2 separate regions of the Hordeum vulgare genome follow, and region 2 is linked to region 1. Evidence: chromatin contacts called from public Hi-C data. All regions are on one chromosome and are shown on one strand. Each heading gives the region's core, a stretch centred on a gene start, on an enhancer-like site or on the middle of the called end of the contact. The rest is flanking DNA. Distances are from core to core; before and after follow the strand shown. Region 1 holds the start of LOC123424715 (thiamine pyrophosphokinase 2). Region 2 holds the start of LOC123424718 (probable potassium transporter 9).

Region 1 (7,168 bases), core at 2,507-5,006:
GCATTCTGATAGCGGCAAGCTAGGCCGTCGAGCATCGGAGCCAAGCGCAAGGAGAGGACCTTCGCGAAGAGCTTAGCCATAATATGTATCAGGCAGATCGGCCGGTAGTCGCCAAGCTTGTGAGCATCGGCGCGCTTTGGCAGCAAGGTGAGCAGTGCTTGGTTGAGCTTGTGAAATCCACGCCCCCTCAGCGCATAGAGCTGCTCAAAGACCTCAAGCACGTCCTGCTTAATGGTGCTCCAGCACGCTCGCAGGAACTCCGCGGTGAAGCCGTCCGGCCCTGGTGCCTTGTGCGCCGGCATGCGTCGCACAGCCTCCCATATCTCCTCGGGGCTGAACGGCACCTCTAGGACCGACAGGTCAACTGGCTAGATGAGGTGCTCGAAGTCCAGCGTGTGGGCGCGGTCGGCCGCTGTGCCAAGCAGCCCGTCGAAGTGAGCAAAGGCCGCCTGGGCCATCTCGTCGTGCTCGCTGATCATCTGCCCATCAACAAGCAGGCAGTACACTCTGTTTTTCTGCCGACGATATGTGCATTGCCTGTGGAAGAAGCTCGTGTTCGCGTCGCCGTCCGAGAGGGAGGAGATGCGAGCACGCTGTCGGGCAATCGTGCGCTCAAGCGAAGCCAAGCCCAGGTAGGATAGCTTGGTCTGCTTGCGCAGCCAATCCTCCGGGGGGGGAGAGCGTGCGGGTCTCCATGGCTTGGTCGAAGCGCAGGATGAGCTCGCGGGAGATGGCAAGCTTGTCCCTGATGTTACCCGTGGACTTGGCGCTCCAGCTCTTGAGGGCGCGGCCCGTAGCCTGCAGGCGCCGGACCAGCCGCCTGAAAGGGTCTAGGTCGGACACCGAGCCCCAGGCCGCGGCTACCGTGTCGTGGAAGCCGTCGAGACGCATCCAAAACTCCTCGAAGTGGAAGCGTTTGTGAGCTGATGGCATGGGCGAGCAGTCCAAAAGCAGAGGGCAGTGGTCGGAGACAACGGATGCCAGGCAGCGGAGGTGACACTCGCCATGACTGTCCTCCCAGTCTGCGGTGCAGAGCACCCGGTCAAGGCGCACGAGCATGGGAGGGGATTGCTCGTTGGACCACGTGAAGCGACGCCCATTGAGGTAAACCTCCTTGAGGGCAAGGTCGTTGATGACGCGGCGGAATCTACCCATCATGCGGTGGTTCACGTTACCCGAGCTTTTGTCCGAGGCACGACATATCAAGTTGAAGTCCCCACACAACATCCATGGGCCTGGGCTGGTATCGCGAATGTCACGCAGCTCTTGAAGGAACAGCAGTTTGTCCGGGTCGCTTTGGGGCCCGTAGACCGTGGTGAGCCACCAGAGGTTGCCATTGGGCGCGCGCACAGCTTATGTTATGGCAACCTTATTAACACTGTACAGATCACTAGAGAGGAGATGGTGCCTCACTCCAGGGCCGGGCCCATAGTGGTGCCAGAATTGCTGCCCGCACAGGGCCCAAAATTCTGTAGGACCCCAAAAATTTTATATCAGCCTTGTATTAAAAGGAAGAAAACCAAGCGTTATTGGGCCTTGTGGCATTGGAGTTGGGCTGGAGACCATCGACCGAGCAGCGAGCGCACTCCTCATCTATCGCTACAAGGAGTCAGGTCGGGATTCCTTAAAAAAAACTACAGATAGGGAACGGGCGACTGGAACTCTTGTATCGTCAATCGATCGTGGCTACACAAACCGAAGAATCGTCCCTCACGTCGCCCGCGCCCTCATCTCGGCAAGCAGCCGGCCTTGGCGTCCTCGGCCTGCTCCTCGCCTCGTCCCTCGTCCAGGTGCTTATCAAGTCCTTCTGTTTGATTAACTTCGGTTTCTACTCTGAATTTTTAATTTTTAATTAACTATTAACAGGGATAATTATTTCGTTAGAGATTGATTCTTACCTCCTCAATTAAATATCATAGTGTAGCGATTCTATCGGACAGGACCCAAAACAAGGCGAGTTAGATGGTTCGTCTAATTGCCAAACATTGACGCGTGATCTTCCATTGTTATGTAAGACACTATATTATATACGTTATAATTTTTTTATGTCTAATTGTTATGTAACACATTATATTATATACATTATAATTTTTTCTGCGGGATATATATACATTATAATAGCTCGTTATTTCATTTTTTTAGGTAGGGCCCCATCTTTTAGTTTCGCACAGGGCCCTGGATTTTGCCGGCCCGGCCCTCCCTCACTCGCAATCCAAACCCAAAGAACAACAACAGGCTGCTACAGATCTATTTGGACAAACTCTACCTCCAGCTTGAAAGTACCATGTACCTCTCATTTCAAGTGAGAATTTGAAAAATAAAATATATAGAAATGCAGCTACTGTAGGTTTTGGCAGTCATTCAACTCCTTAGCATTTGTGACTCACATCTATAACCAACTAATTCGAACCATGACTGGAATTGCATGAAAATGTTTCACATTAGTTGAGCCTTTGATATAAAAGGAGGAAAGAAAGCAGCTAACCTATTTCTGTCCAGGTCATTTTTCATTTGAGACATCTCGTCAAAAACACGATTGGCTCCACCATCAGCACATATTCTCATCTTTGCTGCTCTAAATTAAATTTGAAGAAAGAATTTTAAAGATACATGCCATGAGCAGAATATACAGAGAAGAAAGAATCTAGAGCTAGGTACCTTGAGCCCAGAGGCGAGGCATGAACCGTGGAAGCTGCTGGTTGAGAACAACCAGAGTATAGTTGTTTGCTGGAGTCTTGGCAGGCTGATGCAGTTTCGGAAGAAGGAAGTTAGAAGAGTGTGCCATGACCTCCATACTGCGGATCGTGCGCCACAACATCTTATCCTCTTGAAGGCGGTCTGTGAAGACAGCGCAAAACTAGGACCAGTTCAGAATTTGCGAGTCAGTGTTGAGACCAGAATCACATTCATATGTTCAGAAATCAGAACCCATACATGCCGTAGCATTTAGGAAAATATCATATGCATGTTTCGTGTAACCACTAGTTGTTCTGTAAACCACCTAGAAACCACAGGTTCGTCCAAGTCTCCTACTACATTTCCGTTCCTGCTTAAACTGATAACAGAGCACATTTCTAATCTTTCTTTTATCGAAAATATTGACCCTGAATGTCCGCCTTATTCAGTAAAACTTCATGAATCAACCTTCCCGAAACTTTATCGTGGCACCAAAACGTCGGAATTTGCCTGCCCACCTCACTGAATCCGCCCCGCCCTCTCCGTTGGGATAGGTTTCTTATCTGGTGGGATCGACCACCAGCTTGCAGCCCAACCAAAAAATTACGTACTCGGAAAAAGAACACCCGCCTTGAAGACTGAACACGAGAAGCATCCGAAATTCAGTCTCCGGCAGACAGATTCCGGCGGATTCCAGAGAACAATCCTGGAAACTCAACGGATCCGCACAAGCGGGGTTTCGGATGGTTCCGTTCTTGGCCCAGAAATCGACCGAGCTACCGGGTCAGATTCATCTGCCAAACATTATCTCCGAACATCCCCGTCGGCCGACCCATCAAACTACAAGATTTGCTTACTTTGGGGCGGACCGGAGAGCAGACCCAGCGGGCTACAAATGGCGAGGCGAACGCAGAACCTGACGAGGAGCTCACCTCGGATTGCGCGCGCGTCGTGGAGGGGGGGAGGACGCCGATTCGCCGGCTTCGCCGCCGTCGGAGGAGGGGCTGTTGGTGCGCAAGGGAAGGAAGAGAGGTCTTAAAAATAGGAAATGCCGCTTATTTTTGTACGGGTTGGAATGTGTATGTGCCAAAGCCATACTTTCCAGCTAAAAAGGAATGCGCTGACGCATCTACTGTCGCTATCGCGAGCCGCTGGACGTGCGGTGGTGGCTCGCCCGGGCTCTGCACGTGGACCCGCGCAGAAGATATTGCGTGCTCCGGCGAGAGTAAATTACGGAAGAAAAAATAACACCACGGTTTTTTTAGATTGATGAAGAAACATGGTTTAATTTTCTTTCGAAACAAAACCACGACCCGTCGTGCTTAATTATGTGACTTGGCATTATTCGACCTATTGCGAACCAATCTTTAGTAGGACATCTATTGTCCACAAGAGTCTAAGTTTTAGATTTGAGAACCCGGTGTTCGATATTTTTTAAAATTTATTTCAGACCTTTCGACGACGTGTGTTCGATGGAAGGAGATGTTCATGTCAACTATGAAGGTGTTTGTGACAACTTTGTCAATCTATAAGTGATATATCGTTTCAGTCTCTCGGAGATGCTCATACAGGTAGGATTTTTGTACGTGCGTATGTGCGTACATAAGGATGATTTACTTTCTTAGATATCATATATATATAGTAATACTGTTATATTAAGGATATGTACAACATATTTGTGTAAGAACAGACATAGGCGGATCCAGGCCCAGGCAGGCAGCGCCTCGGCCTAGGACGTGATGATGATTTGCTTTGTTGACTATAGCAAAATGTATTTTGTAGCACACTTTATTACATTGTAATTGTGCAGCCTGTCTGAGACGTGGGTTAATTCTAGAACCGCTACTGAGAACAGACATCCGTTTGGTTGTCTGGGCAATTTGCGTTGGCGTTGGTTGTTAAGTTTTTTGTTTCTCTTTTGTTGATTCATCTATAAAAATGGGCCAGAAGGGAGGTCACTTTCTTTAAATATATATATATATGTGTAGGAAGCATACACTATAAGGCATGTTAACAATGGTGTCAAGTTGTCTTTGAGACCCGTTTCTTCTTTTCCCATATATAGGTGTCTTAGCTTCATGTCAAGAGAGAGTGCTTATGAGAGATTAGCATAAAAAGTGACTTAAAGTTTCAAAAATAATCCAAGTAGGGTGTCTCCATAGACAATCCTTGGCTCTCCATTTCGATGGCCTAGATTCAGGCATTCGAACAAAGATGTGGTCTTCCTTATCGCTTTTTCAACCATTGGTTGCTTTAATCGTTCATAGTATTGGGCAAGTGATTTTGGGCCTCAGGGGTGTAATTTGGGTACTTATGTTTCGACCAGTTGTACAGTAATGTCTATGATGCAAACATGTTCACCCTTGTGAACACAACCTATGTTTTGTTTTGCATCCCTCATAGAAAATGTTGAATACTACACTCTCCACTATGTCATTACTATCTACTACTTTTTGTACTATATATCATTTCGTTGTATTTTTATGGATATTTGAAGTGTAGAAATTGTGGTGGCCTCATCTATCACTATATGCATACTTACTTCCATTCCAGTTCTAGACAGGTATATGTCAAATATTTTGTGGCCCAAGTTTTAGTCTTACCATGCATATGTACTCTCTCCGTTACTAAATATAAGTCTTTTAAAAGATTTCACTGCTTACTACATATGAAGCAAAAAAATGTACCAAAATGTTTTCAAAAATTCTGAATTGTTTTATGGGTGTTCTTGTTAGTGTCATAAGCATGCCTGACAATTTTCGTGCAAAACGAAGCAGTAAAGTTTTGTCGGTGAAAAAAACAAATTTGAAATGACATTTCGGGGTAATATTTGGTGTTTCATTTGGTTTTTTTTGACATTTCAAAAATCATTTTCACAGGCAGGAGCACGTGCTCCCGGGAGCCGAATTACATTTCCGATGAATTACCACATCTATCAATAAGTTGTGTTGTTGAAGCTTTCATTGATATGGTTGTGTAACCATCTGAAGAAGATTTAGAGAGGTTGCGCTTGTTCATGGTCGGGCACTTATAGAAAATATTGTATATAGTTCTATTCTTCCATCATGCATTAGCCCTTTTCTCTCTCTTCAACATATTTCAAGTTCTGATTTACAAACAAATTGCATTAGTTAGAAAAGTTATGTGTTGTTGATATTGTCCACTATCCATGCACATATTGAATATCTCGTATTACTTTTAGGCTTCTAAATAAGTATATAGATGTTTATTTTCTTTAATCAAACTTAGTTTGCTCATATCAAACAACTACATAGCACACAACAAAATATTCGTTGAGAGTTATGAGGAAACAACCATGTGTTTCAGTCAAACTAGAAATTCTTTCATTATCAGCTATCATGATTGTTTCTTATAAGAACCAAAGCATGCAAGGCATGAATAAGTGTGCTTAAATGACTGCTCATCTATTTATTTGGTTATTTATTTCTTACATGTCAAACAAATTGCCACTAGAATCTGCCCTTCTTTTAGACCGGTGTATTTGTCCAACATCTATATTTTTAATCTTGTGTAGGTAGTTATTTTTTATGATCTTTGTCGTGGGGGTTGGCCATCCCATTACCATCAATTTTTCAGGTGTATGAGGATGTTAAGTATTGAGTTATCTATTACGGCTCCTCCCTAGTTGTATCCAACAAACCCACGGAATATGGCTAGAGAAGGCAACAAAAATTCCGTTCAGTTGAGATTTTGATAAGGTTTGATTTGATTGAGTTAATGCAACAAGGATGGCTTGTGAAAGTACATTTTGGTTTCGATTATTCCAATTTACTCCTATTTATGTTGGTTTTTATTTTGTATGACATCAATCGAGATTATCAAATAATTTAACAGAAAATAAAAAAGGGGTGTTGGAAGGAAAAATAGGAGTAGGTGAGGCGAACTTACAAACTCTCATTTAATAGTAGGGGTAACCCTCCAACCCATCACAATTAGTTTACATAACATTTTCGACATAAAAAAACCCCTCCAGGTCCCCTAATTTTCAATTAAAAAAAACTAGGAGAAGTTTTCTTCACCAATCGCCACCTCCCACACCACTAAAGTTGTTGTTGACGACATCTCCCGCTACGCCGCAGGCTCCGATGAGAGGTCGCGTCAATGTCCCTGCTCATTCAACAGGGCCCCTAGCCGCATATATCATTTCCCTTGCCTCCTCCCACCACAACCATCTCTTGTCGACGAGCCGAAGCTCGTGGTCAAAGTCACCAAACCTCCCACTTCATCTCGAGAGTCATGTCGCGCTCCCTTCGTTGGCTCCTCCTCCGACCATGACGGTGAACTCCGATGCGCCACGACACTCTTCGGCCGGTGAAGCATGCAATGTGTTCAACGATATGGTCAATAACCAATTGTCTTATATATAAGCACACAAGGTGTTCAAGGACAATAGCCAAATTATCTTTGTTTTTATTTTAAAATGGTTAGAAAATAAACAGACGTGAGAAATGATGGTTAGACTTTGTACAAT
Region 2 (7,482 bases), core at 3,713-6,212, 350 kb after region 1:
AATACTTTCCTTTTTATATATATATTCTTTTAATACTTGTAATGAACCGATAAAGTACTTTCCTTTTGTTTTCAATTTTTGGATCTGGACAGACTCGAATCAACGCGGGTCTGAGATGGGAATTCGATGACGTGGCATCATTAGCGATTGATCACTGTAGCTTAATTACAATAATTACTGTAGCAAAAGTCGAGGATGTCACAAGAAGGATCTTTTAAGTACTTGAAAGACAAGATTTGGAAGCAGGTTCAGGGCTAGATGGAGAAGGCACTTTCAGTGGGAGGTAAAGAGGTTCTCATCAAGCTGTAGCACAAGCAATTCCAACCTATTCGATGGCGTGCTTCAAGCTCCCCCGAGGGCTGTGCCACCATATAAACGGCCTTTTGCGCAAATTCTGGTGGGGAACAAAGAAGGGCGAGTGGAAAACTGCATGGGTTTCATGGGAAGCCATGACACAACCTAAGTATATGGGAGGTATGGGCTTCCGTGACATTGAACTTTTCAACCTCGCACTTCTTGCCCGGTAAGCTTTGCGCCTGCTGCAGGAGCCACATACCTTGAGTGCCCGCATCTTGAAAGCGGTCTATTACCCCACTAGTTCCATTCTTGAGGCAGAATTGGGTGGCTACCCTTCACAAGTGTGGCGTTCTATCCTCGAGGGCAGGGACACTCTTAAGCTAGGACTTATCAAGCGCATTGGCAATGGGCATGCCACCTGCATATGGCTAGACAACTGGATTCCACGGGATCACAAATTGAGGCCGATATGTCCCAACACAACAAGTGCACCCCTCAGGGTAGCTGAATTGATAGATCAAACATCGACGACCTGGAATATGGCGGCTCTGGAGAAACACTTACTAGCGGATAAGGCGGTGATCCTAAACATTCCACTTAGCCTAAGAATACAGGAAGATTTTTGGGCATGGCATTATGAGAGGACTTGAGTGTTCTCTGTCAGGTCAGCTTACCGAGCCTTGTTTGAAACAAAGGAGCAGCGAACATCTTGGCTAGAGTAGGCTACGGGCCACTCTCGGGTTGAGGCTGACCGCAAAGCCTGGTCTAAACTTTGGGGCATGAAGATACCATCAAATATCAAGGTGTTTGTATGGCATTTGGCGCGCACTTCTCTTCCCACTGGCGACGTGAGAAACCACCGTGGGATGGCAGATTCTCTAGCAATGCAGCTTATGCCAATCGGCGGTCGATTCGTGGCGTCATTCCCTGTTCGAATGCAAGATGTCTTGCTGCGTCTGGGCATTAGCAGAGGAAGAGCATATGGAGGTCATCACCTCCAATATGACTCACGATGCCAACCTATGGGTGTTCTGGTTATTCGAAACCCTTCCGCCGGCTGAGCTCACCCGAGTGCTCGTCACAATGTGGGCCATTTGGTGGCCGCGTCGGCGCGCAATCCATGCTGAGCAGTTTCATAGCCCGCTCAGTATTTCCTGTTTCATCAATTGCTTTTTGGAGGATCTGGAGCAGCTTCCGCGGGCAGAAACCTCACCAACAAAACTCCCTTTGGGTCCTAGTAGCAGCACGCATGCTCCAGCCACTTCATCACGTGCAGGCTAGCTCCCTCCTCCCGATCTGCAAAAATCAATGTTGATGCAGGCCTCTCTAGGAATGGCTCCCGGAGCGCGGCGACGACAATATGCCGGGACAGATCGGCGAAGTACCTTGGAGCTTCATCAATGGTGTTTGGTGGCCTTGTGGACCCTGCGATCACTCGAAGCTCAAGCATGCTATGAAGCTCTGGCTCTTGCCTCGGACCTTCATCTCCCAGCTGTTTGCATCGCGTCGAAGTGCGCGGAGGTGGTCTCCAACATTGCCATGGACACCCCGTCTGGTCGCTACGCTCCAATCACTCGGGAGATTCAAGCTCGTCGGGTCCTGTTGTAAGCTACCACCTTCTCTCATTAGAAACGGTAGCACACCTTCGAAGCTCATCTTCTGACTAAGGCTACTCCTTCTCTTCCTTCCGGACGTCATGTGTGGTTAGCTACTTTGCCCGACATAATCTGTATCTCCATGATGTTGCGACTTAATAAAGGTTACAAATTTTTCTAAAAAAGAAAGTCACATCTACAGAGTTTGACGACCTCCATCACATCGGTCGTGTACTGCTTGTACGACAGACGTTTTGCTATTCGGTTATTTAGAACACCCACGTTCCCCAATTCCACCGTCGCACGCCGATGTACTGCCATTGTGGCAGTGGCGGCGGTAGGACTATAGGGAAGCCGGATAGGTGGGCGCGTGAGGAGAAAGCGTCAACGCCGTGAGAGGAGGAATAAGGGTTGGGTTTGAGGGTTCTAGTCTTTGCCCCAACCCCAACCCTTAAAACTCTGATAGGAAACATATTCAGAAATGAAGATGTATACCATTCTACTTCACATCAGTTCTATTCATGCCAAGCATATCAGCCTTATTTTATCTTGCAAACTCAGTATACTATTATCTAGTCCAAGCTTCATTAGATATATGATTACAGAATGTTCTTCAGATAAAATTCAATAGATACTTTGGTTGTTGCCTGTTAGACTCCAAAAATATGGAACTCTAGAGACAGAAAAACTAAGCTTCTCTTCCACATTATAGGTCTATTATACATTCATAAATTCAGAGATCAACAAGAGAATACATTCATAAATTCAGAGATCAATCAGAGTCCAGATCCCAACCCCAAATCCCACCACTAATGCACCTACAAAACTGAATACTGGACCGGCGCCTGCAGCGTCTATTCATGACAGAGCACCAACACAAATCCATGACAGAGCAATACTAGTGCAGAAAATTTCTACAGCACTCCCTAAGAACAAGAGACATAATCTATCACTACAAACCGCTAGATCCACACAAATCAAAAGCAAAAAAACACAAATCAAAATTAGGATTCGAAAGAGAATGAACATGATAGAATAAGACAGATATAACTTAACACCAAATACTGATAGAATGAACAATGTCGCATGCTCACAGAAAAAGGAACACAACAATCTCTGAACAATGACTGGAATTTAACATAACTTTCGAACCTTCTAGGCAGCGGAGGGGAGGCCGGGGCTGCGGAGGGCCGGTCGGCGGACGGGGCGGCGCGGCGGTGGGCGCGGGGCCGGCCGGGGCGGGCGCGGGGCCGACAGGGGCGAGGGTGCGGGCAGCCGGGGCGTGCGCGGCGGCGCTGCGGACGGGGCGGCGCGGGGCGGGGCGGCGCGGCGGTGGGCGCGGGGCCGGTCGGGGCGGGCGCGGGGCCGGCAGGGGCGAGGGCGCGGGCAGCCGGGGCGTGCGCGGCGGCCGGCGGGGGCGCGGCGGCGCTGCGGACGGGGCGGCGCGGCGGTGGGCGCGGGGCCGGCCGGGGCGGGCGCGGGGCCGGCAGGGGCGAGGGCGGGGGCAGCCGGGGCGTGCGCGGCGGCCGGCGAGGAGGCGGCGGCGGCGGGGCCCTCCATGGCGGCGAGGCGGGCGCGAGGAGGCGGCGGTTGGAGACGGAAGCGGGATGAAAATCCCTCCCGCGCTGGAGCTGAGGTGGAGTGCGGGTTGGGAGGAGTTTCTCCTCCCAACCCTCACTTCTACAGGCTCAAAACTAGTTTGAGGGTTGGACCTCTAAAAATATTTACGGGTTTAAGGATTTAAGGGTTCTAGTCTACGCCGTTTTTCGGACGAAAACTGTAAAAAAGCAGTTATTTTTAAGGGTTTGGGGGTTTGAGGGTTCTACTAGAGATGCTATAAGTATAAGTGTCGCACGCCGTTCAGAGTATTTCTTTTACTCCTGTAATGATTTTCGGGCTTCAGCTAGGTGTCGGTCATAGAAGAAAATCGAAACTGTGTTTCTTCTCCAACTGGGTCGGCTAGAATTGCTCTATTTGACACGTGAACAGAGCAGGCCAAATCGATTCGGGAAAAAAATAGCAGGCCAAATCGCAAAGACCTGAGATGCATGCACCAGACATGCGGACAAGCACATGCTTCGGTGCCTTTGCACTGCCGCCGCCCGTGCAGCAGCGGCCGAAAGCAACATCCCAATTCCCATCGGCGTGCATGCATTCCCAAAAGCACATGCAGATGCAGGTCCCAGCCGCAGCCTATTCCGCCACGTGAGACACCGCTTGATGCCAGTGCCAAATTGCCAACCAGTCAGCAGTCAGCACTCAGCACCCGGCCAATCATTGTCACGGGCACCGTAATAAACCGGAAAACCCGGGGACTACCCGGCGACCGGGAAACCGTCCTTGTCCGTCGCGGTCACCGTTGGCGGCACTGCAGAGCAGAGCAGCCGGCGCGTCCCACCGCGAGGAGCCGCTGCAGGAACGAGGGAACCCACGCCGATCGCGGCCCCGGACTTGAGCAGCCACGGCACGCTCGCGTCTCCGTCGCATCCCGACACGGCACGGCACGCTGTATGCGGCCAACAGGTGCATCGATGGCGCCGAGGGCGATGCGGACAGCGGCAGCGGCAGCGGCAGCAGCACCAGCAGTGTGGCGTTACGACTGATGCGGCGGCGGGGCGGCGACGTCAACTTACCGTCCCATGCGGGGTGCCGCCGCGTCGGTGGAGGGCCCGCGACGGCGCCAAACTCAGTTCCTTGGAGGGAACGGACGACCTTGTCATCTCATCTTACTGTACTCGTTTATTTACTAGTAGTATTTTCTTCGTATCAAAATAACTGTCTCAATCTTAATACAAATTTATACTAGAGAAATAGTATGCTACAAAGTTGAGACATTTATAAGGAAGTAGTGTATTCGCCAATGTTATTCACTACCGTCTCGATTTACTACTCATTTAGAGTAGTACGATCCAATAATAATGTATTACTCCGGGTGTGAGTGACGGTGACGATTCGCCTCGATCTCAATCATGTGGCGCGGGGGTGGCCCGTGATGGACTATGTGGCGCTGCGATTGCGAGATCCACGAGGAGATAGCCCCATGTGTTCGCGCTACTCGCCGCGCCATTTCTTTATCATCTCACAAACCTGCGTGCGCTGCGATCATGGCCGGCCGTTCCAGCGCCCTCTGTTGCACACACATCAGATGATCATAGCCCATCCGTGTACCATATTTTATGCTGGGCGGATCCCAGATCGTTAGAAGAATATCACAACACTTGTGGCTTCAGCCGGGTGCAGGGACAAGAAGAATTCTTCCACTCGATCCTCCGGCGATTTCCATCATCATTCCATCGCCAGCTCGCTGCAACAGAAGGTCAGTATACCAGAGAAATTTACCCTCCCAATACTACCGGAAAAAAAATGCTATCTGTTTGGGCATCGTGCTCCCTTCCCTTGCAAGATAAGATAAGGATCTCTCTCCTTTCGATTCCCCTGCACCACCATAAAGAAACGATCGGATAGATCGATCTATCGTCTCCCTGCATTAATAACAGGAAGAAGAATGCCAAGATTCTTGTGCCTCTTCCACCTCCCCTAGCTCACACAAAGGTAGTAGACGGTAGTAGACAGCCTTAGATGTAGAGAAAGTGGTGCTATGGAACTTGGGTGGTGTTTCTTTCCCACGGACTAGAATTTTTTAGTCTTTGGGGGTGTTTTTTTATAGGAACTTTTTGATGTAGGGACTAAAAAAAGTCTCTTTTAGTCCCATGTGAAATAAACAGGAGGGACTTTTAGGGACTAAAGAAAAAAGTTTATTCAATAAAGTCTTTTTGTAGTCTCTTAAAAAAAAGTCCCTCCTATTTTCTTTATCTAGGGACTAAAAAAGACTTTTTAATCTAGTCCATGATAAAGAAACACCATCTTCAGCAAATCTATTGCCGTCACTCATCATCCATTCGTACTCGTGGTTGCTGGTGCCGATTAGTTGTCATCGGCCCGCTCGCCGATCTCGGACCAATCAACCCCCGCCAAACCTTCAAGATCCGTCTACCGCCAGACCAGACACCGATCTTTTTCATCGAGGCATCTCCAATCGTTGGCATCACTTTGCGGCAAAGGTGAAAGGGAGAAAAGGCTAGAATTTTAGCCAAGAAAGATGTCCCGCCATTAACGCGGGGCGCCGGCAGCAGCGATCTAGGGGAGGCTGTCCCTGGTCCGCTCCCCCGAAAGCTAAAGCTTGATGATGATAATGATAGGGTCGTAGGAGTCGGCAGAGTGCCCCACCCACACACGGCCGCCTCCACACCATTTGCACCTTGTGGTACCCGGCCAAAAGCTTGGTCCGTCCGTCCGTGTCTGCACACACATCATGCACAGAGCCATTGCCTGTCCACCATATCCATGGATTTTAGTATGCCTCGCTTTGTCTGAACGAGTGAGTTGAGTTGAGTACTGCTACCATCTCTTTGAGGCAGCCAGGGAGAGGAGAGGAGAGGAGAGGACTGGACCGCGCACTAGTTGGGAGTATCGTGGAGGTTGTAGGTGGATGGGCCCCCACCACACGTGACACGTCTCCGCAATCCACTCGGTGATGCCCACCATGTTTTGTTCTCCTCGGATATGTATGGACTAGGACTATGCCTTTTCTTCATTCTTCTCCTCCTCCCCTGTCTATCTTCTTCCTCGATCTCTTCGTCCCCTTCTTCCCCCCTTCAAAAAACACTAACCTTGATTCCTCCGTATGCTCCAATAGTATAGTATAGTGCCGTATCCCGTCATTGCCAGCCCCCGCTTCTTTCGAGGTGTCTTTCGTCTGCGTGCGTGCCAATCTTGCTCTCGGCGGGTGGCTCAATCCGTTCGACAAATAACAGTGCTGCTTTTACCTTGATGTGCTCTGTTCTCGAAGCTGGCAGAAGGAATTCATAGGAGCGTAGCTGTTACCTCGCCGACGGCCAACGGATCCTGCCCGAGCTCGGGAGCGCAGCAGCCATGGAGCCAGGAAAGGTGAGCCATAGATTCCCCAATTCAAATCAAAATACTAAGCAAGGCAGGATAGGAGGAACATGGATGAATGCTGAAGCTGCTGCAAATTGGGTGCAGCGGGAGACATGGCGGACGACGATGTTGCTGGCGTACCAGAGCCTGGGGGTGGTGTACGGGGACCTGAGCATCTCTCCGCTCTACGTCTACAAGAGCACCTTCGCCGACGACATCACGCACACCGACTCCAACGACGAGATCCTCGGCGTCCTCTCCTTCGTCTTCTGGACGCTCACCCTCGTCCCGCTCATCAAGTACGTCTCCATCGTGCTCCGCGCCCACGACAACGGCGAGGGCGGCACCTTCGCGCTCTACTCCCTCATCTGCAGGCACGCCAACGTCAGCCTGCTCCCCAACCGCCAGCTCGCCGACGAGGAGCTCTCCACCTACAGCCTCGAGCGCCCGCCGGAGGAGGTCGCCCACGGCTCCCGCGTCAGGCGATGGCTCGAGGGCCACAGGAGCCTCAAAACCGCCCTGCTCGTCATGGTCATGATTGGCACCTGCATGGTCATCGGCGACGGCGTCCTCACCCCCGTCATCTCCGGTATGTCATTTCTTTTCTGGCCTTTTTGTTCGGTTGGCTCTTCAGTCAGGCTCAGGGAGTGAG

The links. Hi-C and Micro-C count contacts between places; a contact is called where the count stands out from the background.
Region 2: a Hi-C map of seedling shows a contact between it and region 1, with 3 times the contacts expected there. The contact joins the promoter of LOC123424718 here to the promoter of LOC123424715 in region 1. A contact is called at or near these places in 1 of 6 Hi-C or Micro-C datasets (seedling) and 1 of 1 datasets of contacts at active chromatin or transcription factors (embryo).

The regions. Positions count from the first base shown.
Region 1 is chr2H:40,183,389-40,190,556 of MorexV3_pseudomolecules_assembly, forward strand. LOC123424715 (thiamine pyrophosphokinase 2) reads right to left here and starts at 3,757. Exons shown (of 7, transcript XM_045108384.1): 1 at 3,609-3,757; 2 at 2,659-2,838; 3 at 2,486-2,570. The coding sequence starts at 2,818.
Region 2 is chr2H:40,532,029-40,539,510 of MorexV3_pseudomolecules_assembly, forward strand. It overlaps LOC123424718 (probable potassium transporter 9), which reads left to right and starts at 4,963. Exons shown (of 8, transcript XM_045108388.1): 1 at 4,963-5,208; 2 at 6,742-6,839; 3 at 6,936-7,419. The coding sequence starts at 6,825.